7 separate regions of the Mus musculus genome follow, and all the other regions are linked to region 4. Evidence: chromatin contacts called from public Hi-C, HiChIP or PLAC-seq and promoter capture Hi-C data. All regions are on one chromosome and are shown on one strand. Each heading gives the region's core, a stretch centred on a gene start, on an enhancer-like site or on the middle of the called end of the contact. The rest is flanking DNA. Distances are from core to core; before and after follow the strand shown. Region 1 holds the start of Foxd2 (forkhead box D2). Region 2 holds the start of Tal1 (T cell acute lymphocytic leukemia 1). Region 3 holds the start of Stil (Scl/Tal1 interrupting locus). Region 4 holds the start of Cdkn2c (cyclin dependent kinase inhibitor 2C). Region 5 holds the start of Foxe3 (forkhead box E3). Region 6 holds the start of Dmbx1 (diencephalon/mesencephalon homeobox 1). Region 7 holds the start of Wdr78 (WD repeat domain 78).

Region 1 (3,832 bases), core at 1,203-3,702, 5.2 Mb before region 4:
CAGACCTTCGGAAGAGCAGTCGGGTGCTCTTACCCACTGAGCCATCTCACCAGCCCCCCAATGTTAGTTTTCTCTTTACTTATTGGGATGCTGGCAGAGACGAGCTGGGGAGGAGTAAGGATGTGGTTGGTGGTGTGGAGTATCTGAGTGGAATCTCGTGGGAGAGAGGGTACTCCATTAAGCAAAGCAAACTTGAAGTATGCAAGTGGTTGCCAGAACATTCCACTTCCAGGGCCACTAGTCTGTTCAATTTACTGTCCCTGTTTTGAGTGCTGGACCTATTCCTTTCCCCAGGAATACTTGGTTTATGCAGACCCAACACACTAAGTGATCCCCTTTTTCAGAGGTTCCAGAGGGGGCTTGGAGAATCCCTGCCTTCATCAATGAAGGTTGCAGTTAGATAAAGGGGTTCACCCATCCTTACATTTTGCTTACATTCAGCAAATTTCCTCCTCACTGCCTTACTCCCAGTTTATCCTCCACATACCCTCCATGCGCGCACATGCGCGCACACACACACACACACACACATTTCAGCACATGGTTTAGAGATGTTACTGTAGATGGTACTACAAGGTGGGAGACCACATTTTCCCTGACCACCTTCCCTCCCAGAGAATAGGGCACCCAGAGTCTACGCAATCAGTGGCCTTCGATGGCTACCTTTACATATTGGTCACACGGTAAATTCATCTTACTTTATTTACTTACTTGATTCTGAGTCAGGGTCTCATCTGAAGCTCAGGCTGGCCTAGAACTTGAAGCAAACCTCCCGCCTCAGCATTCTGAATGCTGAAGTTACTTAAGCAAGGGCTAACCATCGTGTCAGGCTTGAGGTAGGTGTTTTAAATTTTATTTTAGAGGAAGAGTCAGGCAAAAAGATTAAAATTAGCCAGGTGAGACAGCTGGAAACTGGTGAAACCAAAATTGGGATCCCAGCAGTTTAAGTCCCCCGGTCCTGCTCTTAATCCTGCGGTGCACACCAGGAAAGTAGGGCCCTGAAAGGAAGTTACCTAAGGAGGGTCACAGAGCGCTGGGAGTGCACAGCAGGTATTGAGGCCCCCTATGCTGGAGCCTTGGCCACTGTGAGGCGCTGTTGAGGCAACAGCCAGCCTCTGTCCAGTTCTTACCTTCTCCCAATCCCTTCCAGCCCCAAGAGGTTGAAATGGGCTCAGTATAAACCTGAGCAACTTGTTTCTGGGTCCTAGAGGAAGAGTAGGGAAGAGGGATAAAGATGGGCAAAAGAATCTGGCTAGCAGAAAAAGCATACTGGACCAACCTTCTGTGGAGAAAGTCCCCAGATAAAAGGGCAACACTGGCCCAGGGATGAGGTTAAGTTTCTTCGGGGGGACATCTCCGTGAGAGTTCTGTTGTAAGAGTCTCTAAATCCGGAAATTAAGAGCGGGATTGTTAGACTTAGGAACAAACATCCAGGAAAACTCAGTTTCCGCAGGATATGCACGGGGGTCAAGAGAGACAATTATAAAGATTGAGATGCTGAGACAAAAAAAAAAAAAAAAAAAAAAAAATCAATCCTGCAAACCCAAGCTAAGGACCTGTGGGTGTGCGGAGAATGCGGCGAATGCGGAGACGAATCACTAAGAGGAGTGAGAGCAGACGGTCTTCCTGGGGACAGTGGCAGGGCCAGGGCCTTGGAGGGGAAAGAGAGGACCACCGCAGACATTTCTCACCTATCTGAGTAGGATCTTCCGGCGCCCGAGTTTGTTCCTCTGGATCACTCTCTTCACTTGTCCTCCAGAACTCCCTTAGCCTCCAGTAGGTCCTTGTCCGCGGCGTCGGTCTGGCCATCTCGGCTCACTGGCGATCCATCCGCGCTTCGGCCCGGGTGGCCCGGGCGCCGCCTTGGGGAGATGAGGAGAGGAGGTTTGTAGCCACTGCCACCACCAGATGCAGCTGCGCCGGCATAAGCTTTGACTTCCAGTAACTGAGCGCACTGAAGGTGGTGGTGGCTCCAGGGAGCCACGGGGTTGCGGGAGCTGCGAGGAGAAGGATGACCCGCCTCCAGCCAAGCGAGCCTAGCTCCCGCCACCGCGGCAGTTTGTTCCCGCCGGGCCCGGGAGCAGAGGACCTCTGCCCGCCCCCTTCCTTCCCCGCCCCACCCTGCCCAGAGAGCTCCGCCCCGGGCCCACAGTTCTTCCGCCTTAGGCTGCCACCAGGCGGGAGGGACTAATCTCCTGAAGCCCCACTTATGTGTCTAGGGGCCCAGAAGCCCAGATTCGACCGAGTAACGGGCTGCTTTACTGCTCTTCTCCAGTGCCTGGTTTTCTAGTCCCGGGGCAGCACCGGTTGGGTGCGCCCTGCAGGGTGAAAGTCCTAGAGTTTCAACACCAGGGGGCGCTGAGGAGCTAGGGGACATCCCCTCCCTGTCCTCCGCCCCCTCCCCGCCCGCGCGCAAAACACACTGGTCGGAGAGGCAGCACGGCGGAGCCGGAGCCGCGGGCCGAGCGGAGCCGGAGAGCGGCGGCGGAGGAGGCGGCGGAGGAGGCGGCGGCGGCGGCGGCGGCACCATGACCCTGGGCAGCTGCTGCTGCGAGATCATGTCCTCCGAGAGCTCCCCGGCCGCGCTGTCTGAGCCCGACGCAGACATAGACGTGGTGGGCGGCGGCAGCGGTGGGGGGGAGCTCACAGCCCGCTCCGGGCCCCGCGCCCCTCGGGACGTGCTCCCTCACGGCCACGAGCCTCCCCCGGAGGAAGCCGAGGCGGACGTGGCTGAGGACGAGGAAGAGTCGGGAGGTTGCTCTGACTGCGAGCCCCGCGCTCTAGCGCCCCGGGGGGCGGCGGCCGCAGCGGGAAGCCCGGGGCCCGGCGTGCAGGCAGCCCGAGGCGCAACGGGGCCGGGGCCGGGACCCGGGCCGCCGTCGGGGGGCGCGGCGACACGGAGCCCTCTGGTGAAACCACCTTATTCGTACATCGCCCTCATCACCATGGCCATCCTGCAGAGCCCCAAGAAGCGCCTGACGCTGAGCGAGATCTGCGAGTTCATCAGCGGCCGCTTCCCCTACTACCGGGAGAAGTTCCCTGCCTGGCAGAATAGCATCCGCCACAACCTCTCCCTCAACGACTGCTTCGTTAAGATCCCCCGCGAGCCGGGCAACCCGGGCAAGGGCAACTACTGGACGCTCGACCCGGAGTCGGCCGACATGTTCGACAACGGCAGTTTCCTGCGGCGCCGCAAGCGCTTCAAGCGGCAGCCTCTGCCGCCACCGCATCCACACCCGCATCCTCACCCGGAGCTGCTGTTGCGTGGCGGGGCTGCCGCGGCCGGGGACCCTGGCGCCTTCCTCTCGAGCTTCGCCGCTTACGGCGCTTACGGCTACGGCTACGGGCTGGCGCTCCCGGCCTACGGTGCACCTCCACCGGGCCCGGCCCCACACCCGCATCCGCACCCGCACGCCTTCGCCTTCGCCGCCACCGCGCCTTGCCAGCTGTCAGTTCCCCCGGGCCGCGCCGCGGCGCCTCCTCCCGGACCTCCGACGGCCTCGGTCTTCGCAAGCGCGGCCTCGGCGCCGGCCCCTGCGCCTGCCCCGGGATCTGGCCCGAGCCCCGCAGGGCTGCCTGCCTTCCTAGGCGCAGAGCTGGGTTGCGCCAAGGCTTTCTACCCCGCGTCCTTGAGTCCCCCCGCAGCTGGCACAGCGGCTAGCCTGTCCACTGCACTCCTGCGTCAGGGCCTCAAGACGGACGCCGGCGGTGGTGCGGGTGGCGGGGGCGCGGGGACAGGCCAGAGGCCTTCCTTTTCTATAGACCACATCATGGGCCACGGTGGTGGCGGGGCCGCACCCCCGGGCAGCGGCGACGGTTCTCCGGGATCGCC
Region 2 (3,699 bases), core at 613-3,112, 5.4 Mb before region 4:
ACTAACCTGGGGCATATTTAGAGAGACCTACTCGGCTGGTTAGGACCTCCACTCCTCCGCTGGAGAGGGGTCGAGGTAGGACCCCGAAGCTGGGTTTCCCGGCTCTCGCTGAGAGACCAGCAGTTACTTAGCTTGCCGTGAGGTCCTGCGCGGTCTGCCGCGCCCAAAGCGAGTTTCCAGGAAAGATGGGGGTGGAGAGAAAGAGGGAGGGCGAGAGAGAAAATGGGGGGTCAATGACTGGGAATTACCTCGTGTGCCCCGCCATCCCAAAGAATAGCAAATGGCTTTCCGCCTCCAACTTGCAGGTGTTTGGAGCCCACCCTCCCCCAAACACATCCCGAATTAAAAAAAGAAAAAGAAGAAGAACCTTACACCTGACCAATCAGGAATAACTACTTAGTCCAACAACAACAGCCTCTCCGGCAGGCTGCCCAGAACGTGTTCGAACCCTCTAACGGATCTGTCTAATTCAGTATGGCCGAATTTGTTTTCTAAGCATGGACGTCTCTATGCGGGTTGCCCCCACAACCTTAGCCCAGGCTTAGCCAGAGCAGGAAGATGTAATTCTCTATTTGACGAGGGTGGAGAGAACGGGATGGAAAAACAAAAACAAAAACAAAAACAACAACAACAACAACAACAAAAACCCAAGAGTTTTCAGGCCCTGGCTGCTGGGTCAGAACCTGGGAGCCCTGGTCCCATACTCCTCATGACCCCATCTTTCAAGTTCCTGCCCAGGACAAGGCAGAACCTGTTTCCAAAGATCCTATTTCCCTTGCAGGGATGAAAGGGAGAGAGAGAGAGCTCTATCTGTTTTAGCTGGGTCCCTTGTTTTCTTTCTAATGGATGCAGAGATATAAAGGAAGGTATTTCACCATTTCTTCCACCACCTTTGCAAAAGATTTTCGACTTTCGGGGTTTTGACTGGCAGTAGATGAGAGTTAACTCTTACACCTCTTATACTGTTTCGCAGCGATAAACAAAGCAAAAGGAAAGACGGGCCAAAGCAGACCGACGCCACTTCCAAGAGCGGTAGCTGGATTTCGTTTGCTTTTATTTTTCGCCTCCTTTTTTTTTTTTAATTGTTTTGCCTGAGATGTCCACCGCCCAATGGCACATCGAAGTCTTGGGTTAATTGCGAAGGCTTCCTTCTCTCCGCTGCGGCTTTGGCGGAAGCTCAGAACTGCCTCCTCCCTGGCTTTCAATTCAGTGCGGGAGGTTTTCTTTCTCCTTGCTAATCCAGAGAAGGAGGGAAGAGGAGGGGAGACGCGGGGAATACACTCGTTCCCGTTGTTACTTGAGGCTAATGTTTGTTTTATGGAGTGACTCTTTATTCTGACTACCTCTTCATTTTCTTTCCCTACCCCAAACCTGGCAAGTTAGGGGAAAAAAAAAAAAAGCAGCTAGGGAGGGGCCTAAGACAGGACAGGACTGCTTTGTTCTCCCTCCAAAGAAGCTAAAGGGTAGAACTGGTGAGCTTTTTGTTCGATTGTTTTAATTAAAAGCGGATATTAAGGGTGATGGTGATGATGACGAAGGTATTAACAATCGCAGTAAAAGGGGAAAACGCGATCCTTCTTGTCCAGCTAAGGTGGCCCTGAAGCGGTCCTTCCAACGTAAGTGGACTCCAAGGGCAGCTAACCTGCTAGGGGGTCTGACTGGACCGGGATGGGAAAGGGACTGAGAAAATGTCCCCCGGGACGATCCCGAGGACCCCCACCCCTGGCACCAGACCTGGAAAATGTGCCCATTGTCTTTCCCAGCCTCTCCCAACCACCGCGGACGCACCCGCGAAACTGACCAGAAATAGGCGAAACCCAGGGGCAGCGCGAATCCAGGCCTGGCGCTGCGGGCGGGAAGACGCTGGCCTCAGCGAGCGCGGCTCATCTTCCAGATTAGAAGATTCCCCCCGCACACACCAGGGGACCCCCGCAACACCAAGGCACAGACAGCCTCCGGACAGAGCTGCCGCCCACTGGGCTCTGTCCGCCCATCCGAGCCAACACTGGCTCCCGAATACATCATAATTTGGAATAAAATGTGAAATCCCACTCCCCGCCCCCATGCTGACGCCCCCACCAGCGCCTCGATCTCTCGCTCGCCCTCCCCCCACTCCCGCCCCCAGCGATTTGCAAACGCACCTCTAAAGGACACAGGCACACAGGCATAGGACTCTTGTTGGACAGGACCACACATGGTCCAGGCCCAGAGGAGGGAAGCAGATGAACACGAGCTAGCTCTGTCCCACAAGCCGGTGTAGGCAGACCGGCATACTGTCCAACATGACACAGCGACATCAGTCACACGCAAACGCTCACAGACACACAACCTCACAGGGTGAGGATCACACCCGCCCGACATAACGAAACCAGCCTAACACTTTGTCCAAGGCCACACACTGCGATACACCAGACCGACCTTGTGGAGAAAAGAAACAGGGCAATTTACATACAACGAATAAAACGCAGAGAGGTCGGAATCTCCACACCCAGACAGCGCAGGGTTTCACACTCCCGCACACGACCTATCGCCAAAAGCCCACGCGGGGAGTAGCCACCGCAGCCTGCCGCTCACGCAAGCACTCTCAACCCGGCCGCCCGCACACACCGCCCAGAAGCAATGGAAGCCGCCAGCGCCTTGCGCTTTTCTGTCTATTGCGCAAGGGGAAAAGGGGAAGGAAGGAAGAGAGTCTCCCCGGCGGGAGGGGCAGCGGAGGGGCGTCGTGGAAAGTGCCCCCCGGGAAGAGACGGGGGAGAGGGAGCCGAGGCTGGAGTGCGCATGGGGAAAGACGGAGGAAACGGACGGGCAATTCCACGGGAGGCGACTGTCTCCCGGCCCTGGGAAGAAGGCCGGGACGCTCACGTTTTGCGCCTTGGGGGTGTGCGTGGCCATGTTGGGCAGCCCCCGCCCGCGCCTCGCCGCGCGCTCTAATCCCGCTCCCGCCCGCGGCCTCGTTAGCGCCGGCCGTGTGCGCCGCCGAGATAAGGAGCCGCCTCGGGCCCGCCCGCCCCCGATAAGCGCCTCGGCCATTATGGGCCAAATGATTCATTTTAATTTGGCAATTTCTCCGGAGGGAGCGGGGACGGGTTGCGGCGCTGGGATGGCCCAGGAATGCGCAGAGGAGAGGGCTGAGCGCTCACGTTGGGACCCGGCGGGTTCCGCCCGTTCCCCACCCCTGGCCCCTCGGGATTCCCGCTCCCTACAAACAACCCGACTCGGATCTCCGCCTCCCAGATGCTCGTTCAGCGGCTTTGGCCGTTGTCTAGCCTCTTAAGACCACCGTGTCTCCCGACCCATTCCCAACCAACCCTCCCTTCTTCATTCTTTCTCCTGTCTTCTCCAAAGCCAGAGTGTCTGTTTCTCCTTTTTCCGTATCTCAACACCCAGTTCCTCGCTGACCCTCATCAGCACAGGCCCCTGACCGCTCTAAAACTGGAATTGCTCAAAGATAAAAGACTCTATAGGGGGACAGAACAGATATCAATAGAGAGATGAAAATGCCCCTTAAGCTTGGTTTCAGGATGAAAGCAGAACACCCCCCCACCCATCCCCAAGCCCCCATGTTCCTTAACACACTCTTTAATCTTAGTACATTGTTTCTTTGCACTATACAGTTTGATTTTCCTTAAATATCCCTAAGGACTGGAGTTTGAGGGCTTGCCAATCTTGTGCAAGGCCAAGGACTCAATTCTCAGCACT
Region 3 (3,709 bases), core at 793-3,292, 5.3 Mb before region 4:
CCAGTCTGTTGATGCATATGTTCATTTTAGTTGTTTATAAAAATGTATCATGAAGTTTCCTGTTTGGGCTTTCTGGGGATCATGTGTTCCTCACCCCCCTTCAAGTGCTGGGATACAGGTGCACACTACCAAGCCCAGCCAGCACATATGTACTTTTTAAGTCTTAATTTTTTTTAATCTTCTACGCATTGTTTCGGTTTCAGAAAAAAAAATCTTGTCTGAGGTAGACAAAGAGGCTTAGTAGTTGCTGTCGCAAGGCTAATGATTCAGTTCTCAGAATTCGAGGTGGAAACAAAGAACAGACTCTGGAACGTTGTCCTTTGATCTCCACATGCACACAGTGGGACAGACTTCTGCTCTCACATGCACATATCACATACATAGCACAACAGCAATGCTAACAATAGATAACAATCTTAGGGCCTTACGTAAGATGGCTCAGAGGCTAAAAGTGCTTGCTGTCAAAACTAACAGCCTGAGTTTGATCGATTCCGAGGACCTACTGGCAGAAGGAGCCGACTCCTGAAAGTCATCCTCAGACCTCCACATGCACACTGCAGCATACATGTGCACATGCACACACATGAACACACAATAAATACATTTTAAACACTAATGAAAAATTTAAAAAATGAATCATCTGACTCAAGATAGAGGATTACTAACAAAGGTGTAAGTCATTTAGAAGAGACCTTTTCTATATAGTCTAAGGCTAAAAATATTGGGAGAGCAAAGTTCTACTGGATATAACCTTTAAGGATCAATTAAAACTTATCCCAGAGATATGAAACTTCTTGAAATACAGGCTTGTTTTTCTTGTTTGTTTGTTTGCTTGTTTTAAAAGAAGCCTTTCTTTAGCAGTTGACTGCCATGGTATCAGTAATCACACTGATAACTCTACCCCCACAAAGTATAAGTTTTCCTCACCAACAGGAATGACTTAAGTGCCTGTCTCTCCTTTCATGCATTAGGTCTTTCTCATCTGAAAGCCACCAAATGAGATTTGATAACTAGCTCATCTTGATAGTATTACTTATAAAGCTAATGGAGCCAAAGCTGTACAAACCTGTACCTAACAAAAATAGTCTGCTCAGGGAATGTCTTCATTGTGCAGCAAATGAGGACCATCAAGTCACCCTCACCTCTTCTCCCTCTTACCCATAGAAAGTTCTTTCTGGCCTCCCACCTTAGCTGTCCTCCTCAGCCCAGCCAGATTTACTGACAAGTCCCTCCAGTGCAGACACAAATGGGTTTATGTACAAGTTTTTCCCCTGACTAGAAAGTCAATAGCTTTTCTTCATATATAAAATAAAAACCCTTCATATTAAGGTCCTACCCAATTACTGCAACCATAACCCCGGTCACTCATCCTCCAGTCCTAACTCGACTATCAGCAGTCGATAGGACTACACAGGCTGTCCTCCCCTTCCTTTGGAATTTCCTACTAAATCCTATCATCCAACCCCCAACACGAATGTGCAATCTCTCAGGGTGACATCACTGTCTTTGTGTTCAGACACTGTACGTCCACGCCTCACTTTTGACATAGGTCTACTTCCTGTAGACCACGGACTATAAACACGTAATAGATTCCTTACACAGTCTGGGTCAGATAGAAAGAATGCAAAAAAGCAAGGATCAGGGTTTCAGTCTCCAAGAAATTTCTACAGTGAAGTCAATCTGAGGCACGTCACAATGTAAACTTCTTTCCCATTTTTTAGCAGTGAGGTCCGCCTTCTTTCTCCCCTGGCGGCCCTGTGGTCATCGGTTCCACCGCGCTAACTCCGACCTTACAGGCCGCTTGTTACTCACCGTGCTTCCCGGGCCCGTAGGGCGCCTCGGGGAATCAGGAGCTCAAAGATCCACCGTCGCTGTTGTCACGGCCGCCGCCAAGCTAGGGTTTGGTTGTTGGGCCCGTTTGTTGGGCACGCAGAGTCAGGATCCAGGTAGCGTCTCAGATGACTGCGGCCCCGCCTCTGGGACGTTGGGGTCGCGGGAACCGAGGCGGCAAGCGCTCGCTGGAGGGAACCAAAGGGCGCGCCGCGCCTGCTGATTGGCCAGAAGCCCGGCCAGTCCCGCTGCAGGGGCGGTACCACGGTCGTCACGCAACGTCTCAACTGCAGACTGCTGTGACGACCAATCGGAGCCCAGCCTGGGATTAGCGCTCGCCCTATCCCAAGGTTCTTTAAAGAACCGAGGGCGCCATCGCAGCTCTGTGTCACTACTCAGAGGATTTAAACCTTCATTTGGTCAACGGTTAAGTTCCGGTTTGGCTGGCATTGGCCAAACGCATGCGCAGTTAAAAAAAGAAATCCCGGCTGGTTTGCTGGAAGTGCTTCCTGCACAGATTGTGGTCTGACTGCTGGGATCCACTTAGCCAAGCTTGGTTCTCCCCTGTAATTCCTGCGCTCTTCCGAGGCAGGTGCTGAGACAGGAGGCTCGCCACGAGTTAGAGACAAGCTGGAATTATTTAGAGACCCTGTCTCAAAAGACTAGAGTCGAGTGTGGTGGTGCGCCGCCTTAGTCCCAGCTTTGAAGAGGTGGGTGGAGGCAGAGAGGTCTTCTAAGCTACGAAGCAAATCAAAGACCAACTTGGTCTGCATGAGACCCTGTCTCAGGAGAAAAAAAGTTTTCAAGCCCTTAGATGATCAGAGATAGAGGAGGTTAAATTTGCTTTAAGTTGTTTCTAAAATATGATCGATCTTACCAATTTTGGGAAATTCCTTCTCGTTGAACAGAAAATACTGGTGGCTATTTATACTTATTTCCAGTGCTGATATTGGGGACAGTTGTGGTGTGTGATTTATGTGTGCGTGCTGCCAGAGGTCCATGTTGGAGATCTTTGAGATGATCAGGCATTCGTTGTAATTAAAACAAAACAAGAAAAGACTTAAATTAAAAAGGAAGCACGTCTATAGTGTTAGGGGAAGGTAGCAAACGTGTTCTTAGGATTAGTTCATGTTACATTAAACTTTGTGTATTTTTTAAAAGGCAGGTAAAAATCTAAATACATAAAAGACTTTAAATTAATAATGTATCAATGTTGGGTTAATAGAAACAAATGTACATACTTATATAAGATGTTAAAAAAAAAAAGAGGAAAGTGCGTGGGAGGTGTGCTTCATTTATTTTCTGTATATCTGAGACTGTTCTGGGAGGCTAGTATGCAGCTAAGTAGTAGTGTAGGACCCCAGCATGTGCAGGGTCCTGGGTTGAGTGACTAGCACCACACACTAAGTAAATACTTTTAACAGGTAAAATCTGGGGCTGTAGAGATAGCTCAGTGGTTAAGAGCACTTGCTGATCTTGCAGATCATCTTGGTTGCCGGCATCCTGGTTAGATAGATCACAGTTGTCTTCTGGCCTCCTTGGGCACACCCATCCCTGGCTGCCACACATGCATAGCCCATAAATAAATCTTAAAAGGTTATGAAACCCAGTGCTTGTGGTAGTGCACACCGTTAATCCCACCACTGTGAGTTCAAGGCCACCGTGGTCTACAGAGCTAGTTCCAGGACAGCCAAGGCTGTCTTGGAGATCCCTGTCTTAGAAAAAAAAAAAAAAATCAGGAAAAACAAGAGGAAACATCGGAGAAGCTGAAGCATCATGAGAACTCAAGTGTCAGCAAATGGTGAATTAAACATTTTATTGGCACTGGACTTCTAAGCAGGATGTATATGTAATGTTATGCATAAATACTTGTGTGTTT
Region 4 (3,331 bases), core at 57-2,556:
AGCTTCCAGATAACTAAAAACTCAGAGTTCCCAGAATGTATACATGGAATACAGTATACATGGAATCCTAAATATTCTGTTAAAATGATTTTTAAAGAAGTTCATCCCCTTTGTTGTTACCTGATTCACAATATTCAGCTTTCGATACCTCAAAAATTAGCTCTAATCTTTTTCTTAACAACTTAAAGAAACACTGCCAAATTCTTGTAGTTCCAATTTTCCCTAACAGCCAACCTGTTGCTAAATGACTATCCAGATGTCTCTGGCTTGTTTGAATACTTTCACTTTACTCCAAGGAACTGGGTTACAGATGTTACTTGAGGATATATGTGCAGTGGCTGGTTCTAATTAGACCAATATTTGGGGGGGAGGGGAGGCGGAGGGGGGGTTTGGTTTCATTTTGACCACTGAATGCAACCATGCTGGTGTTTTTTTAAAAGCATAAAAGTATAGAAGGCAATAATCTCATATGCCTACAAGAAGACGTGAAAAGTACAGAAAATTGATGAATATGAAATATATGGATGCACTGGTCCTTTTACACTTAGACCACCATCCTCACCTCCACCTAAAAACAACCAATCCTCGGTGTAGTGAGTGAAAGAAATCCCCCAATAAAGACATAGCCTTTTTAGAAAACCTTTCTAACTCACTGTAAGCTTTGTTTAAAGTTAATTGCATTTCTCCTTTTCCCTCAAGACTAGAAGTTCACATTTTCTAGACCCTGAAGTTCGTCGGGATTTCTTGTAATATGCTTTCAGTTCTCATAAAACTCGGTCTACAAGACTTCTCTGCCCTGTGGTGCTGTCAGTTGTGTCGCCTCTGCAGCCCTGGCAATGACCTGACAGGTGCCAAGGCCTGTGGCAGAGCAAAGGAGTCCAGCAGCCCCGGGCCAGGCCACTCGAACTCGGCGAGCCTGGTCGGGGAGCGCCGAGGAGGGTGGAGCTGCCCGGCTCCAGCAGAGGAGATCCTACCCGTCAGCTGCAGGGCCGCCGAGCCTCTAAGGGCCTCCGCCCGCACCCGCGGCCTTAGTTACCACCACCGGGGTCCCGCACGGTAGAGGCTCCCACTCCAGCCAGCCCCAGAACAGCAGGCCAGGCCGGGCCGAACCCACCCCGCTTCGGCAGGGGAGACTAGCGAAGCGAGAGGGCAGGCGGGAGCGCCAGCGAACCCAGGCCCAGCGCGGGCAGAGAAGGGCGCAGGGCCGCGAGGGCGGAGCGAGCGGGCTGCCGGCCACTGCGCCGCCAGGGCGTTGGGCGGGGCGTGGGCGGGGCCCGGCCTTCCCGCTCCCGCGGCGCCCTAACTCGGCGGAGCCTCCTTAAAACTCTGCCGTTAAAATGGGGGCGGGTTTTTCAACTCAAAAAGCGCTCAATTTTTTTCTTTTCAAAAAAAGCTGATGAGGTCGGAAAAAAGGGATAAGAAACCGGCACAGTACCTTCAGAGGCAACCGTAGCAGCAGTTGCTTCAGCGGAAAAAGAAGCAAAGGAGGGAGGGAAGGGAAAGATCCTAAAGGAAAGACGCGCAAGTGTCTGTAGCGGAGAAGGGAGCGGCGATCAGAGATTTGGGGGAGTCGGACTACAAAAGAAACTGTCAGCTGCGGCTCGCGACCGGCCGGCGCAGCCTGCCTCGGCTCCGGAACCCAACTGGCTGGCAGCCGCTGTCCTGTCCGCGGCACTGATAGGGGCACAGGCCGGAGGACCGCCAAGAACTAACTGGCCAAGTGGCACCGAGCGCCCGAGCTGCTGGGCGGCCGCCAAGAAGTTGGCGGGACTGGCTGCGCCCGGGATCTGTGGCGACCGCTCCTACTTCCAAAGACCCTTCCCATCATCGGACGCCCCGGGAAAATCTGAAAGGGAGGGAACGACAGCGGCAGAGGCGACGGCCGCCCCTCAGCGAGCGCTTGCAGTGAAGAGCCTGAGCTAGCTCGGTCGTAGGCGGGAAGTTACTGGTGAGCTGGCCGGGTGCAAGAGCGATGCTGCCGCGAGCTACCCCAGCGGCTGGAGCCCCATAGACGCTTCCCCCTTCGCCGTGCACCGTCTTCAGGCTGCCGGGAGTCCCGGGACCCGGCGGGGCCGGCATGACGGGCTTGGCGGGGGTCTGCCGCACACCCACCAGCCTCCGGAGACCCGCGCCCTGCCCGGCTCCCACGGCCTCTGAGGCTCGGCGGGGCTGCGGCAGCTCGGCGGGCGGGCTCCGGAGGCTCTTCTGAAGACGCCGAGCCCGCTAGGGAGTCGTTGAGACCTGAGAGTTGAGGGCTTCAGAGCTGCTGCTCTGGTCTGCCCTCAGCGATCGTCTTTAACCCTCCCGAGCACGTCAGCATCCAGCCAGCGCGGCGCTCTGCTAGCGAGCGAGCAGCACTCTGGACTACCCCCTTCGGCTAGACGGATGGAAAGTGAGCTCTGCGAAGGACCTGACTCTGAAATTCTGCCTCAAATCACCACTGTGAACAAGGGTGGGTTAATACCTTTTCTACTCTCTAATACTTTTTCTTTCGCGGTGTTGTCTGAGCTGACCTAGTCCTTTAAGTCTCCGCAACATCTTCCTCACAGAGCTGTAAAGCTTAGGTACGTGACAGCTCTGCCTACATCTCACGTCCATAGTAATTAATCAAGAACTGCTTCTGTGTATGTATCTCTGTTGAATCGCCAGAATCCTTCTTAGGGGTTAAGCTAAAAAGCTAGAGAAGGAGCCCCTCTCCAATGGGCTCACTTTTGCTGAATAATCACGTGTGAATCGAGGGGCGGGCTTTTGGCAGGCCGACCTTACTAGTATTTACTACCAAGCTCTACTCCAGATTAACCATCCCAGTCCTTCTGTCAGCCTCCGATGCCATCATGCAGCCTGATTAGGAGCAAAGGAAAGGGGAAAAAGAGAAGCAACTAATCGTCTTTTCCCGATCGTCAGGACCCTAAAGAATGGCCGAGCCTTGGGGGAACGAGTTGGCGTCCGCAGCTGCCAGGGGGGACCTAGAGCAACTTACTAGTTTGTTGCAAAATAATGTAAACGTCAACGCTCAAAATGGATTTGGGAGAACTGCGCTGCAGGTTGGTATCCACAGAGGTGGGGAAAACAAGTTAATAAGGTTGCCTGGGTTTCTAAAATGACAGCTTTTAAGTTTGGAGGGGTACAGATCTTCACTGTTTTAAAACCTTCATGGTTGCCATATTTTATATCTTTAAGTGGATCCAACTCCCCAAAATGACGTACTTTGGAGAAACTGGTCAACTCCAATAACATCCTCGATATCAAGAGAATCTTAGGTTTGGTCATAATTTTTGGAATGCTTTTGTGACAATGGAGGTTTTAAAGTATTCTTATCGTCGAAATCTGT
Region 5 (3,469 bases), core at 326-2,825, 5.3 Mb before region 4:
AGAACTTAACTCATTAAAAAAAAAAAGAACTTGACTCATCAAGCCATCTTCCCCATTTATCAAGCCATCAAGCCCCTTTTATTTATTTTTGATATGGAGTACCACTACATAGCCTAGCCTAGCCTAACCTAGCCTAGCCTAGCCTATAAGTGGCCTCAGTCTCTCCAGTGCAGGGACCACACATGCATGCCACTATGCTGGACTAAAGCTTCCATTGTAAGGAAAGGCATTAGAAGAGCAGTGATGGGTAGTGCTCTGACCACAGGGTTTCATTTCTGCTCTGCCACTATTAGTGTACCTTGTGGGAGTCGAGGTATACTACTTTACCTCTCAGAGCACCTGTTCCCTCAGCCAAGAAACGGGGATAGTACTACCGCCCAGTGGAGCTTAAATGCCAGTGAAATACTATAAGTATTTACCAAATACAAAATGCTAAACAGTGGTAGCTGTGATTTGTTATCAGCTGTGTACAGGAGGGGAGTCTTTGAGCCCCATGCTTGAATTTGGATTTTGCATCCTTGGCTACAGGCCACCTGAATCTAGCTTTGGGCATCTGCACTAGACTAGCAAATTAGAGGGCAGGTCCGAGCCCTCTCCTCTCGAGGTAAGGGATAAGATATGCTTCATCAGAGATGGAGTCTGATGGGTGCCCAAATTTTCTCAAGGGCTGGCTGTACTCACAAGACCTTGGCAGTAAGTGCCTCTGGGACTTGTCACAGTAAGACCTTCTCTTGTCTCTGTGCTCCTTGCTCTGCCTCTACTTCCCTTGATCTTGTCAGTCTGCCTGCTTTAAGAACAAGGCTTCTCCGCCTTTGGCTCTCTCTGTGTGCTGGTGGGGCATTTTAACAAAAACTCTCCCCTCTCTCTACCCACTGATAATGCTACATCAGAAAGCAGTTCGCTCAGCCCTGCCTTCAGTGGAAGCATGTGGGGGGGGGTATGCGCCTTTTGGGGGGGAGAGGTGGAGTTATGTATGTTTGAAACAAGTTTCCCTGGAGTCAGGGATGGATAAGGATGAAGGGGGTGCAGCAGGGAAAGGAGTTAGGGCTTCTAAACATTTTCCCCTGCAACAAAGGCAGCCTGGTTCTGCGCTGTCTTGCTGTCTTCCATCATCTTCACTCTGGTTCTCTGCTGTCCAAAGGAGCCTGATGCCTCCCTGACCAGCTACATAGGATGCCTGAGGCTAGCAAAGACTGCTGGAGCGGGAACTAGAAGCATGGGGAAGGCTAAGGGGGATCTGACCTCTACAAGGCACAAAATGGGGAGAGGGCAGTAGAGTGTGCTGAATGGGTGTGTTTGTAATTGGGGTTGACCCAAAGGGGCGGGGGTAATGGGAGCAGTACTACCAAATACCACGGGATGGGGATGGGGCCCAGAGACTGACTCAGGGATGAGGGAGGGTCTGAAAAAAATTGACCCAGAGGGACTAGACCAAGGGAGGGGGAGAAACAGAGGTGGGCTGCCAGCCCGGGAAGGGGGCTGGGAAAGCAAATTAGAGGGCAGGTCAGGGCCCTCTCCTCGGGAGGTGGGAGTGTGTGTGTCCATATAAGGCGAACCTGCGACCCCCGCTCTCCGGGGCGCGAGCAGGGACTCCGCATCCCTAGGACCCCCACCCCCACCCCCCGCACATGGATGCGCAAGTCGCTTTCTCGGGCTTCCCGGCCTTGCCCTCGCTCACGCCGTCCGGGCCGCAGCTGCCGACGCTGGCGGGAGCCGAACCGGGGCGCGAACCGGAGGAAGTGGTGGGCGGTGGGGACGCCGAGCCCACGGCCGTGCCTGGCCCGGGGAAGCGACGGCGGCGGCCACTACAGCGTGGGAAGCCGCCCTACTCATACATCGCGCTCATTGCCATGGCCCTGGCGCACGCTCCCGGCCGCCGTCTAACGCTGGCAGCCATCTACCGCTTCATCACCGAGCGCTTCGCCTTCTACCGCGACAGCCCGCGCAAGTGGCAGAACAGCATCCGCCACAACCTCACCCTCAACGACTGTTTCGTCAAGGTGCCGCGCGAGCCGGGCAATCCGGGCAAGGGCAACTACTGGACGCTCGATCCCGCGGCCGCTGACATGTTCGACAACGGTAGCTTCCTGCGGCGCCGCAAGCGCTTCAAGCGCGCTGAGCTGCCCGCACCGCCGCCGCCGCCGCCGCCCTTCCCCTATGCGCCCTTCCCGCCCCCGCCAGCACCCGCGTCCGCTCCGCCCGCGCGCCTCTTCCGCCTGGACAGCCTGTTGGGCTTGCAGCCTGAGCCGCCGGGACCCGTGGCGCCCGAGCCGCCTTGCTGCGCCGCGCCCGACGCCGCCTTCCCGCCCTGTGCCGCCGCAGCCTCGCCGCCGCTCTACTCGCCAGCGTCCGAGCGCCTGGGGTTACCCGCGCCGCTGCCCGCCCAGCCTCTCCTGGCCTTGGCGGGATCGGCCGGCGCGCTCGGGCCGCTCGGAGCCGGGGAAGCCTACCTGAGACAGCCGGGCTTCGCGCCGGGGCTGGAGCGCTACCTGTGAGTCGCTTTCCGCTGCGGGAGCGCCTGGTGGAGCCTTCTGCCCCGGCCTGCGCTGGAGCAGTGCGAGCTTGTCCGTGGTACCCGTACCCGCCCGCCCGCAGCGTGGCGCAATTCGCTGGGTCCCCGAGCCTTGCTTGGGGCTAAGCCTTCCCTGCCCTCCTCCATCCCTGGGGAGACCCTGGCTGTCTCACCACCAGACTGAAGCGCCCTCTCCAATTTGAGGTCTTTCCTCCCTTTACTTGTGCTCCCCACATAAGCACCCTTGCACTGCCAAATCCGGTGCTTTGGAACTCCAGCCCCAGCCCCAAATGTCCCTGTGAGTTCCAGTCTGTGGAAACTTTTCGTTCCAAGGCACCTCCTCCATCTCTGATGTTTTGCCAACACATCAGAGGTCAGACTCCTGGGTTCATTACTTCTACCCCATCTTCCTCCATTTACCGATAAGTTTGGCAAATTTGTTCCCTGCCCTAGGTTTACAGTCTGTGCTTGTTTTCTTACCGAGCCTGTCTCCGACAAAGACTCACCTGAGGGCTCTGCTCTGAACAGTTCTTCAGATTTTCTAGGTTACTCGGCACCAGGATCTCCTGACTGAATGGGGAATTAATGGGAGTCTGTGGCTGCTCCACCCCATGGAAAGCACAGAACTTATCTGTTTATGGTTATTTTTCAATCAAAGCTGGTTTAATTAAAACAAAAACAAAGAAACATTTTTCTGGGTTTGTTGTGTTGGCTGGGAACTTGGGAGTTGCTGGGAAAGATGGTGGGTGACATTTGCCTCATTGGGATTCCATGTGGGATGACTCTCCTTCTAAGTCATTAGGCAGATTCTCCTGAAGTAGCACCAAGGAGTGATTCCACACAGTAGGCCTGGTCAAAATCTTCCACCTGCATCTCATAGATGGTAGAGATGAAATGGGGTATGGGTGGCTGAGTGCATTTAGAAAGCAGGTTGCCTGGCCCTTGAGACCATTTTCG
Region 6 (3,846 bases), core at 1,244-3,743, 6.3 Mb before region 4:
GCATAAGGACACTGGAAGAAGGAAGATTGACTCTCTTTTCATCCACTGATTGCCTTGTGGGACTGAGCAACTGCTAGATCCTTGGACTTCCCTTCACAGCTGTTGCTGACCATTGTTGGGAGTTGGACTGCAGACTGTAAGTCACCAACAAATTCCTTTACTATATAGAGACTACCCATAAGTCCTGTGACTCTAGAGAACCCTGACTAACACAGACCTGGGATGACTGAACGGATGGAGGTCTTGGCAGCCTGGGGTAAGAAGAATAGGAAGGGGAATTGGAGTTTGTGGCAAACAGATCCTTCCAGAAGCAGGTGCCTGGTTGGGTCCTATGCTCATCACTTGCAGCCTGCAGCACGGAATCTGTGGTATCCTCAACCACTTTGTCCTCCTCAGCACAGAGCCATTACCCTTCAGCTTGCCCAGTGGTCCCCTGTTCTGTCCAAGGAGGGGAGCTAGGGCAGGGTGAGTATAGCTGGGTCACTGAATAAAGACAGAAGACACTTGCCTCACTAGAACAAGGTTTCTCATTGGATGGGGGAGGGGAAGTACTATTTCTGGCCTAATCAAGTAGTATGCACTTGTGCCCAGAGTTGTGTGACAGAATAAGTATATATGTGTGTGCAAAGCTCTATGGTTTTCTTCAGGATGATCTATGTGCGTGTGTGTGTGTGTGTGTGTGTGTGTGTGTGTGTGTGTGTGTGAAGGGCAGGTGGGTGGAGGTACAGTGGCAATCTTGATTACCTAAGCCAAAGAGGCAGGCCTTCACTCCCCTCCCTCTCCTTCTCTCCTCTCCCCTTCTGCACTAGTCCGAGATCCCTGAAGAGAAATTAAAAGGTTATTTAAAGCCCCCGCCTCCGCTTTTTTTGTCCCTTTAAATCGAGCCTAAACGGTTTTGCTTTGGCAGAAGAAATCTTTTCTGGAGCATTGAGGTGGGGGGTGGGGGATCCTGGTGGGAGAGAAGGGTCTAAGCAGCCTAATCCTCTTATGCCCCCCCTCCCTTTCTTTGGAGCCTCCTCCCCCTCCCCTCAGGCGCCCTGCCTCTAACTCTGGGTTGAAGATCGGTCCAACCTCTAAATCTGCTGGTGGCTCCCTCTGTTCCACCAAGGCCAACATTTCTGGCCCTCTCAACTCAGCCTGGGATTTAAAAATCTACTGTTAAGTATGGCAACCTCCGCCATGCCTTAACCCCCAAGAAAATAAACAGCCCACTTCCTCAGAGCTAGGCCAGAGAGTTTGCTTGTAGACCTGAGCAATGTCAGAACTAGGATCCAGCTGCCTGTCTGTCCAGACACCTGGATTACACTTGACCCGAAAAAATCACACAAGGCTTCTTTACCAACACACAAAGAAAATCCCACAGTTACACATGGACTGTGGTTACATGAGCACCAGTAACAAAGACACAACACATTCTAGTCCCAGCCACTGAGGCCAAAGACACCTTGCACAGAGTACTGACCACACAAGCATAGAACACACACCCTTCTCTCCAGGTACCACTGTCGTATAGACACAGCCTTCCAGGCTTCCACAGAGTCATGGCCACAGTAGCCAATCTTGCACTACAAGGTTCCCACATTAACGGGGACACCTGACCCCTTGGCACACACCTCAGACACACAAGGCCTTCTCTGGTTCCACAGCCTCCTGCATAACGACCTCTTCCTATGAATCAGTTGCACCTGGAAGGAGAAGGAGGCTGACAAGAACCTCAAACCCTATCCAGGGATTTTTCCGCTTTGTGAATCATTGCTCTCTCTCTCTCTCTCTCTCTCTCTCTCTCTCTCTCTCTCTCTCTCTCTTTCTCTTTCTCTCTCCCTCTCCCGCGGAGACAGAGACAGGTGCATGTGTGTTGTATGTGCACGAAGAAGTGAGTTCGGCAGACTCAGCCTCCCAACTCTCTCCAAGAGCATCCTGCTGTCGGAAGTTCCACCCTGTATGGGTTGAGCTTGGGTGGTGAGTACTGAGTGCAGGTTGTGTTCGTGCGGGTGTTGTGGTACCAGAAGTGTTTGTGTGTGTGTGTGTGTGTGTGTGTGTGTGCGCGCGCGCTTGCGCTTGCGGTTGCTTAAGCATGCAGTTGCCCAGTTCAACCTTGTTGTGACAGCTGGGGAGGGAGACAAAGCCCTCCTTAAGCCATCGCAGAGCACCCCAAGGTCAAGGGAGACCAGGTAGACCTAGGTGAAGGTTTCTCAGTACTCCTCAACTCCGTAGGGATTGACCTGCGGCTTTACCGCCCAAGATCCAGAGCCAGCAATGACGGAACGATATTCTCGGGGAAATGATGGACGCTGCCGGGGTCCCTAGTTCCTCTAAAGGTTTGACCCGGGCTGCCTAGGCCTTGAGCTGCGTAGATGTTCCAGAGGGGCTGGGCGGGGCCGGGGCGAGAGTGGCGTGTGATTGGCAGCCACAGGGGCCAGTAGGGAGCGCGCGGCCCCGCGCCTTGCGCCCGGGAAACGCGGTTTAAAACTCCAGCTCCAGCCCGGACGCGCGTAGATGGCAGCGGCAGCGGCGGCGCGGGCCAAGGAGACCAGGTGCGAGCGGGCGGGGCTGGCGGGGTGCAGCCAGGAGCGGCCTGGGACCCGGCGGGACTGGGAGGGCTCGGGCGGTCAGCTCCGGGGACCTTCTCCTCGTTTGCGGTCCTGTAGTCTGGGAGTCGGTGGGCGGATCGGAAAGTTTGAAGAGGGTGAGAGACTTGGAAGGCGACAGACACTTAAGCCTTAGGGGAGACGAGATCCGAGGCAGGAGGAGGGAGCTCCATGGGGAGAAAGAGGGAGCGGAGCGATCCCCAGGGTCGGACACGAAGCCAGGGCGACAGAAGGAAAGAACTAGAAATTCCGAGGCAGAAAGGAGGGCAAGTCGTGGGTAGAAAAGCGCTGAGGCGGAGACGGAAGCCTCGGCCGGCGAGACGCAGGCACCCGCAGAGAACGCTTCGGATCCGTCACGGTTTTGCCTCATTTGGAAGATATTACTTCGCCCCTGAAAAAAAATAAATACAAAAAAGGTTTGGATATTAAGCGGAGACAAATCCTTTTTCAGTTTGGAAGGGGGCGGCGGGTGGGGGGTGGGTAGTCAGGGTAATGCAGAGCAGATGCGCCCCGAGGCGTCACGCAGCCCGCGGCCCAGGCTGGAGAGGGGGCGCGGTCCTCCGCCCAGGTTCCTTGCCCGGGATCCCGCAGGGCCACCTACACCTCCCAGCGTCCCTATTCCCGAGTACCCCGCAATACTGGGATTTAGCTCAGAATTCATCCTTTCTGGCTACCTAGGGCTCCTTGTCTCCTGGGATTGCGACTTTACACGAATTATTTGGCCGGGGTGGTTTGGCGCTTAGCCTGCCTCTGCCCTCGTAGACACGACCTCAGGTTAGGATCTTTCAGGTGGGTTTTTGGTCCGCAACGGCCTTAGTTCTCTGGAATTCGTTTGGCCTCCCACGGCCTGTTTTGGCGTGGAGCTGGCGTGGAGCGGGCGAACTCCAGCAGGGAATTCAGGCTGGGGCGGCGTTTGGGAGGCAGGGATCAAAAAATGAAGGGCTCTGCCAGGGTCTCTCCTCTCTGGGCCTCTCATTCCGGTGGCCATAACCCATCTTGGACGGCGACAAGCTAGGGCCTCTAATGGACCTTTCTGGATCTTGGCTGAAGTTTCTTAAGTTCCCAGACCCTGATCAGGGGCCTCCAAGGCCCGGGCGGTGCCTTTAGAGCACTTAGGGGGAAAACATCTTCTTCCTCAAATTCCTATCAATCTGGGGACCAAATCCTGGTAGGGGGCTGAGGGCTCTCGGTGGTGCAGTTGTGTAGTGACTTGTCGGAGAAACCAAGGCTAGGCTCTGGGAGAATTGTATCTAGAGGC
Region 7 (3,479 bases), core at 681-3,180, 6.6 Mb after region 4:
GCTCTCAAAGTACATCAAGAAATACATGTAACATTTTCAAGTCCACGAGTCCTCTTTGAAAACTATTTTCTGAACTCCTTCCTAAAACTTTTCTTAGGAAATACAGCCTACACTGTATGTGTGAAGACAAAGTACCTAGAATGGTGTTCTTCTTCAATGACCTCTGAACTTATCTTGACTTTAGTGGGCAGGACTACAGGATGCAAAGCACAGCAGCACATTACATATGGAGGCTCCACAACCAACAGAAATTATCTTTTCCTTTGTTCTTTTATTAATGCCATCCTAAAACACGTAGAGAAATTTGACCCTTCAAAGGATAGTTTGGGTTCCTTTCATAATCTTTTTCATATAATTTCATCCAGTGGCCTTATTTTATCATCTTATCAATATTTGCAAACTAGTTATAAATCTTAACGTTGCTGATGTCACTTTTATATCACCCAAAGTCTTGGAAGGGTTGGCCATTAGCACGCCTACAACACCAGCACAGACAATAATCATGTTTTTATTACATGAGGGAGCTTGCCTTTGCCCTCCCTTCATCTCCAGTCGTGCCCTTGCCTACCAGCATCACATCCGTCTTGTCTGCATTGAACCTCAACCAGTTGGTTCTTAACCACGTCCGAAACTCAGCCAGGCACTGGGAGAATCGAGCCACCACACCATCTGGATTAAAGGAAAGAAAGCCTCAGTAGCAAAGAGACAGAGACAGTTACCTCAAGCTCACTCAGTCTCACATTTTCAAAAGATGTCCCAGAACCAGGTCAACCGCCCCGTGGGAATTTCAGCAAAATGAAACAAAGATTGAGTCCTGCAATTTATAAGCAATGCTAAAGATTACAAAGAACCCAATAATTACATTTCTGTATTTCACCCATGATTTGAGAAAAGTCTAGTCAATTCCGGGTCATCTCCGTTAAGCGGTCTTAGAAACCTAGCTGGTCTTAAAATTGCCTAAGGTCTTCTGCAAAATTACAAAAATTGAGGTTTAATAGAAAAACTGAAGCCCTCCCCGGGAGTGGGGGAAGAGACTTGCCCAAGGTCACACAACATGCAAGGACCAGAGATGGGAACCAGGCCAGCAAGCATCTACATTACAAGCTAAAAGAATAAGGCCACTCGCGGGGGAGATAGGCACTGGGAGCGGCTGGTTCCCTGCAATGCTGTCTCTGAGTCTCTCGCCCCTCTAGCTCCCTCCGACAACGGCAGGTTGACCCAGGTTGCGCCTATCACCTCAAGGGATGCTCTGCTAAGAGAGCCAACCTCAACTGGCTGGACAGCTAGAGAAATCAGGGGCACAGAGGTGGAGCCACGGGGGAGTGGCCAGGAAGCCACACCCCTGCCGCGGAGCGAGGGCCGACCGAAAAGGGCGGGAGCTGGCCTGCCCGCCCCGCAAACTCACTCCGCAGCGTAATCCCGGCGCGCCGCGGAAGCGGCGAAGATTGGGCGCCGCCGCCGCCACCGCGAAGGCCGAAAGACCGGGGAGGGGCGGGGCGGAAACTACGCATGCGCGCCAGACGGCAGCGCCTCCAAGCCGCCAGCCCTCCCGGTACACTCGGGCAGCCCCGCCCCGGAAGTTAGGAGTCTTCCGGGCGGCGCTCTCCCGTGGGGGGAGGGGAAGTGGGGAAAAGGAGACTGCGAGCGCCCCTGGGGCCCCGGTTCCCGATCGAAGGATGGGTAAGATGGTCTGTGGAGGCTGCACTTACAGCCGCCGCTGCTGCCGCCGCCTCCGCTGCTGCCGCCGCCGCCTGGAGACGCCCCATCCATCCGCCTGCAGCCGGGAGACTCGCAGCCTGGGAGGGGCCTAGGGCCTGGGCCGCCCGCCTCCTCCGAATCGTCGCCCGAGCTTCCTCCAGCTCCACCAACCCTCTACCCTCCCCTCCGCCTCCGCCCTCCTCCTCCACCTCGAGCGGCCAGCCAACCGCGCGGCCGCTTCTTGAGCCAGGCTCCGCGGTCGCCATGGCGCCCGGCAAACATTCCTGAGCTGCTGAGCGGGCAGTTGGGAGTCCGGGCATCGCCGAACCTGCTGGGGAAGGGGGCGCCGAGCCCTGGTCTAAAAAGTCACCACCATGCATAGCTCTCCGACGAGCACCCGCAAGCAGGCCAGCTTCGCCGCGTAAGTTCCGCACTAGATCCGTGTGGCCCGTTCCTCTAGATCCCGGAGAGACAGCCAGCCCTTCGGTTTGGAAAGGGGTTCCCAACGCATTCGATCCCGCGGAGCCCCCCAGGCAGCGCCGGATCCTCTGGCTTGATTCGGTCTGTGTAAAAACTCCCGCTGCCGTGCTAGACCGGAGTTTGTCGAGGACCACCCTGCCTATTTCTTCCAAGCGCTTTTTCTTGTATTCTTTCATTAGGTCTCTCAACTTCCAAGCTGTCTCGTGTTCTGGCTCCTTGGTCTCTGAGCAACCAAAGCTAATTTTAATATGTACGCCAGCAGAGGATTTTTTTTTTTCATCTCTTTCTGCCAGCTTACCTTAAGACTCTTAACTGCTTAGTTCATGCCGCTAAGCTAGGAGAAAGGCCCAAAGATAATGTGGACTCGTGTGGCGTTGAACTTGGAAGTGGTTTGAATTTTCATTAAAATATTCCCCCTTTCATGCTCGAACATTTCAGTGGTTTTGCGGTCTTCCCAGAGCAGCCACATCTTTTCTTCCAACATCCTCTCAGCTAATTCGCCCTTTGAACTTACTGAAAGTTCTGAGGAGAGAGCCTTGCATTTGCCCTTGAGTTAAGTGCTCAGCCTTACATCGCTTCTCCGAAAAAGCGCTTTCCAATAGCTTACAACAGTCGGTTGGCACTTTAGTTGTTAACTAGCCAGTCACCAGCTTTGATCTAAATGACCACTTACTTTACTGAGTTTTGAAATGCTTCAGTTAGCTAATAGGACATTTTTCAATCTTCACTAGGCTCGTGGCTAGTTTCTGCTGTTATGTATCAATGTCTGTTTGTGTTTATAGATCAGGGTCTTTCGCCCTGTGTAGCCCTGGCTGATATGGAACTGGTTTGAAAGTGCTGGGATTAAATAAAGGCTTGGGCCACCTGGCCTGGCCTTCTTTTTCAAAATAGTTTACTAATCTGTCTCCTTCCTAAATATGTGTTGTGGAGGCAGGTGGTTCACTTCGTTGTTGCCTTGTGCCTTTCAAAGTTAAGTATATGCATGATTCACAAGTTTTCTTATCTCTTCAAGATCTCTCTCAAGAAAACAAAACTGAAGCAATTACACCCAGTGTGCTCGAAATTCATCCTCAGCGCTGTAATTTACTGCCCCTTTGTTTCCAGTCCGCAGCCATCCCAGTTCATTAAACTGCAACCCTTGCACTTCCTCGGTATGGGTCCTGCATCTTTACTGCCAAGCATTGAGGGCCACTTCACTTCGTCAAGTAGCTGTGCTCTCCAGACCTAACAGTCATTTCTGCATTGGAATAGCTGGCTGAATCGTCTGCTTGCCAACACCCTCCACATAGTAGTCTGCACAA

What was found. Promoter capture Hi-C pulls out the DNA fragments that hold promoters and counts their contacts. Hi-C and Micro-C count contacts between places; a contact is called where the count stands out from the background. HiChIP or PLAC-seq counts read pairs in DNA pulled down with a chosen protein or histone mark.
Region 1: a contact with region 4 is called in an H3K4me3 HiChIP or PLAC-seq map of neural tube, with 7 times the contacts expected there. The contact joins the promoter of Foxd2 here to the promoter of Cdkn2c in region 4. A contact is called at or near these places in 7 of 39 promoter capture datasets (cranial neural crest, embryonic stem cells, frontonasal cranial neural crest and 4 more), 14 of 484 Hi-C or Micro-C datasets (cortical neurons, embryonic ectoderm, embryonic stem cells and 1 more) and 2 of 115 datasets of contacts at active chromatin or transcription factors (astrocytes and neural tube).
Region 2: a contact with region 4 is called in a Hi-C map of nephron progenitors, with 9 times the contacts expected there. The contact joins the promoter of Tal1 here to the promoter of Cdkn2c in region 4. A contact is called at or near these places in 6 of 39 promoter capture datasets (cranial neural crest, embryonic stem cells, frontonasal cranial neural crest and 3 more) and 12 of 484 Hi-C or Micro-C datasets (embryonic ectoderm, embryonic stem cells, epiblasts and 2 more).
Region 3: a contact with region 4 is called in a promoter capture Hi-C map of pre-B cells. The contact joins the promoter of Stil here to the promoter of Cdkn2c in region 4. A contact is called at or near these places in 5 of 39 promoter capture datasets (cranial neural crest, frontonasal cranial neural crest, maxillary cranial neural crest and 2 more).
Region 5: a promoter capture Hi-C map of embryonic stem cells shows a contact between it and region 4. The contact joins the promoter of Foxe3 here to the promoter of Cdkn2c in region 4. A contact is called at or near these places in 4 of 39 promoter capture datasets (cranial neural crest, embryonic stem cells, maxillary cranial neural crest and 1 more) and 9 of 484 Hi-C or Micro-C datasets (cortical neurons, embryonic ectoderm and embryonic stem cells).
Region 6: a contact with region 4 is called in a Hi-C map of epiblasts, with 16 times the contacts expected there. The contact joins the promoter of Dmbx1 here to the promoter of Cdkn2c in region 4. A contact is called at or near these places in 3 of 39 promoter capture datasets (cranial neural crest, embryonic stem cells and second pharyngeal arch cranial neural crest) and 4 of 484 Hi-C or Micro-C datasets (embryonic stem cells and epiblasts).
Region 7: a promoter capture Hi-C map of pre-B cells shows a contact between it and region 4, with 4 times the contacts expected there. The contact joins the promoter of Wdr78 here to the promoter of Cdkn2c in region 4. A contact is called at or near these places in 1 of 39 promoter capture datasets (pre-B cells) and 1 of 484 Hi-C or Micro-C datasets (uterus).

The regions. Positions count from the first base shown.
Region 1 is chr4:114,907,518-114,911,349 of GRCm38.p6, reverse strand. It overlaps Foxd2 (forkhead box D2), which reads left to right and starts at 2,452. Exons shown (of 1, transcript NM_008593.3): 1 at 2,452-3,832. The coding sequence starts at 2,529. Foxd2os (forkhead box D2, opposite strand) reads right to left here and starts at 2,093. Exons shown (of 4, transcript NR_030721.2): 1 at 1,692-2,093.
Region 2 is chr4:115,055,974-115,059,672 of GRCm38.p6, reverse strand. It overlaps Tal1 (T cell acute lymphocytic leukemia 1), which reads right to left and starts at 1,862. Exons shown (of 5, transcript NM_001287388.1): 1 at 1,802-1,862; 2 at 7-154. It overlaps Gm33786 (a long non-coding RNA gene), which reads left to right and starts at 363. Exons shown (of 2, transcript XR_376559.3): 1 at 363-1,616; 2 at 1,764-2,051.
Region 3 is chr4:114,998,451-115,002,159 of GRCm38.p6, reverse strand. It overlaps Stil (Scl/Tal1 interrupting locus), which reads right to left and starts at 2,042. Exons shown (of 17, transcript NM_009185.3): 1 at 1,813-2,042.
Region 4 is chr4:109,664,731-109,668,061 of GRCm38.p6, reverse strand. It overlaps Cdkn2c (cyclin dependent kinase inhibitor 2C), which reads left to right and starts at 1,306. Exons shown (of 3, transcript NM_001301368.1): 1 at 1,306-2,452; 2 at 2,905-3,044. The coding sequence starts at 2,916.
Region 5 is chr4:114,924,173-114,927,641 of GRCm38.p6, reverse strand. Foxe3 (forkhead box E3) reads left to right here and starts at 1,575. Exons shown (of 1, transcript NM_015758.3): 1 at 1,575-3,199. The coding sequence starts at 1,629. The coding sequence ends at 2,495.
Region 6 is chr4:115,938,573-115,942,418 of GRCm38.p6, reverse strand. It overlaps Dmbx1 (diencephalon/mesencephalon homeobox 1), which reads left to right and starts at 2,493. Exons shown (of 5, transcript NM_001025567.1): 1 at 2,493-2,534.
Region 7 is chr4:103,112,750-103,116,228 of GRCm38.p6, reverse strand. Wdr78 (WD repeat domain 78) reads left to right here and starts at 1,930. Exons shown (of 17, transcript NM_146254.4): 1 at 1,930-2,119. The coding sequence starts at 2,073. It also overlaps a transcript of Mier1 not described here.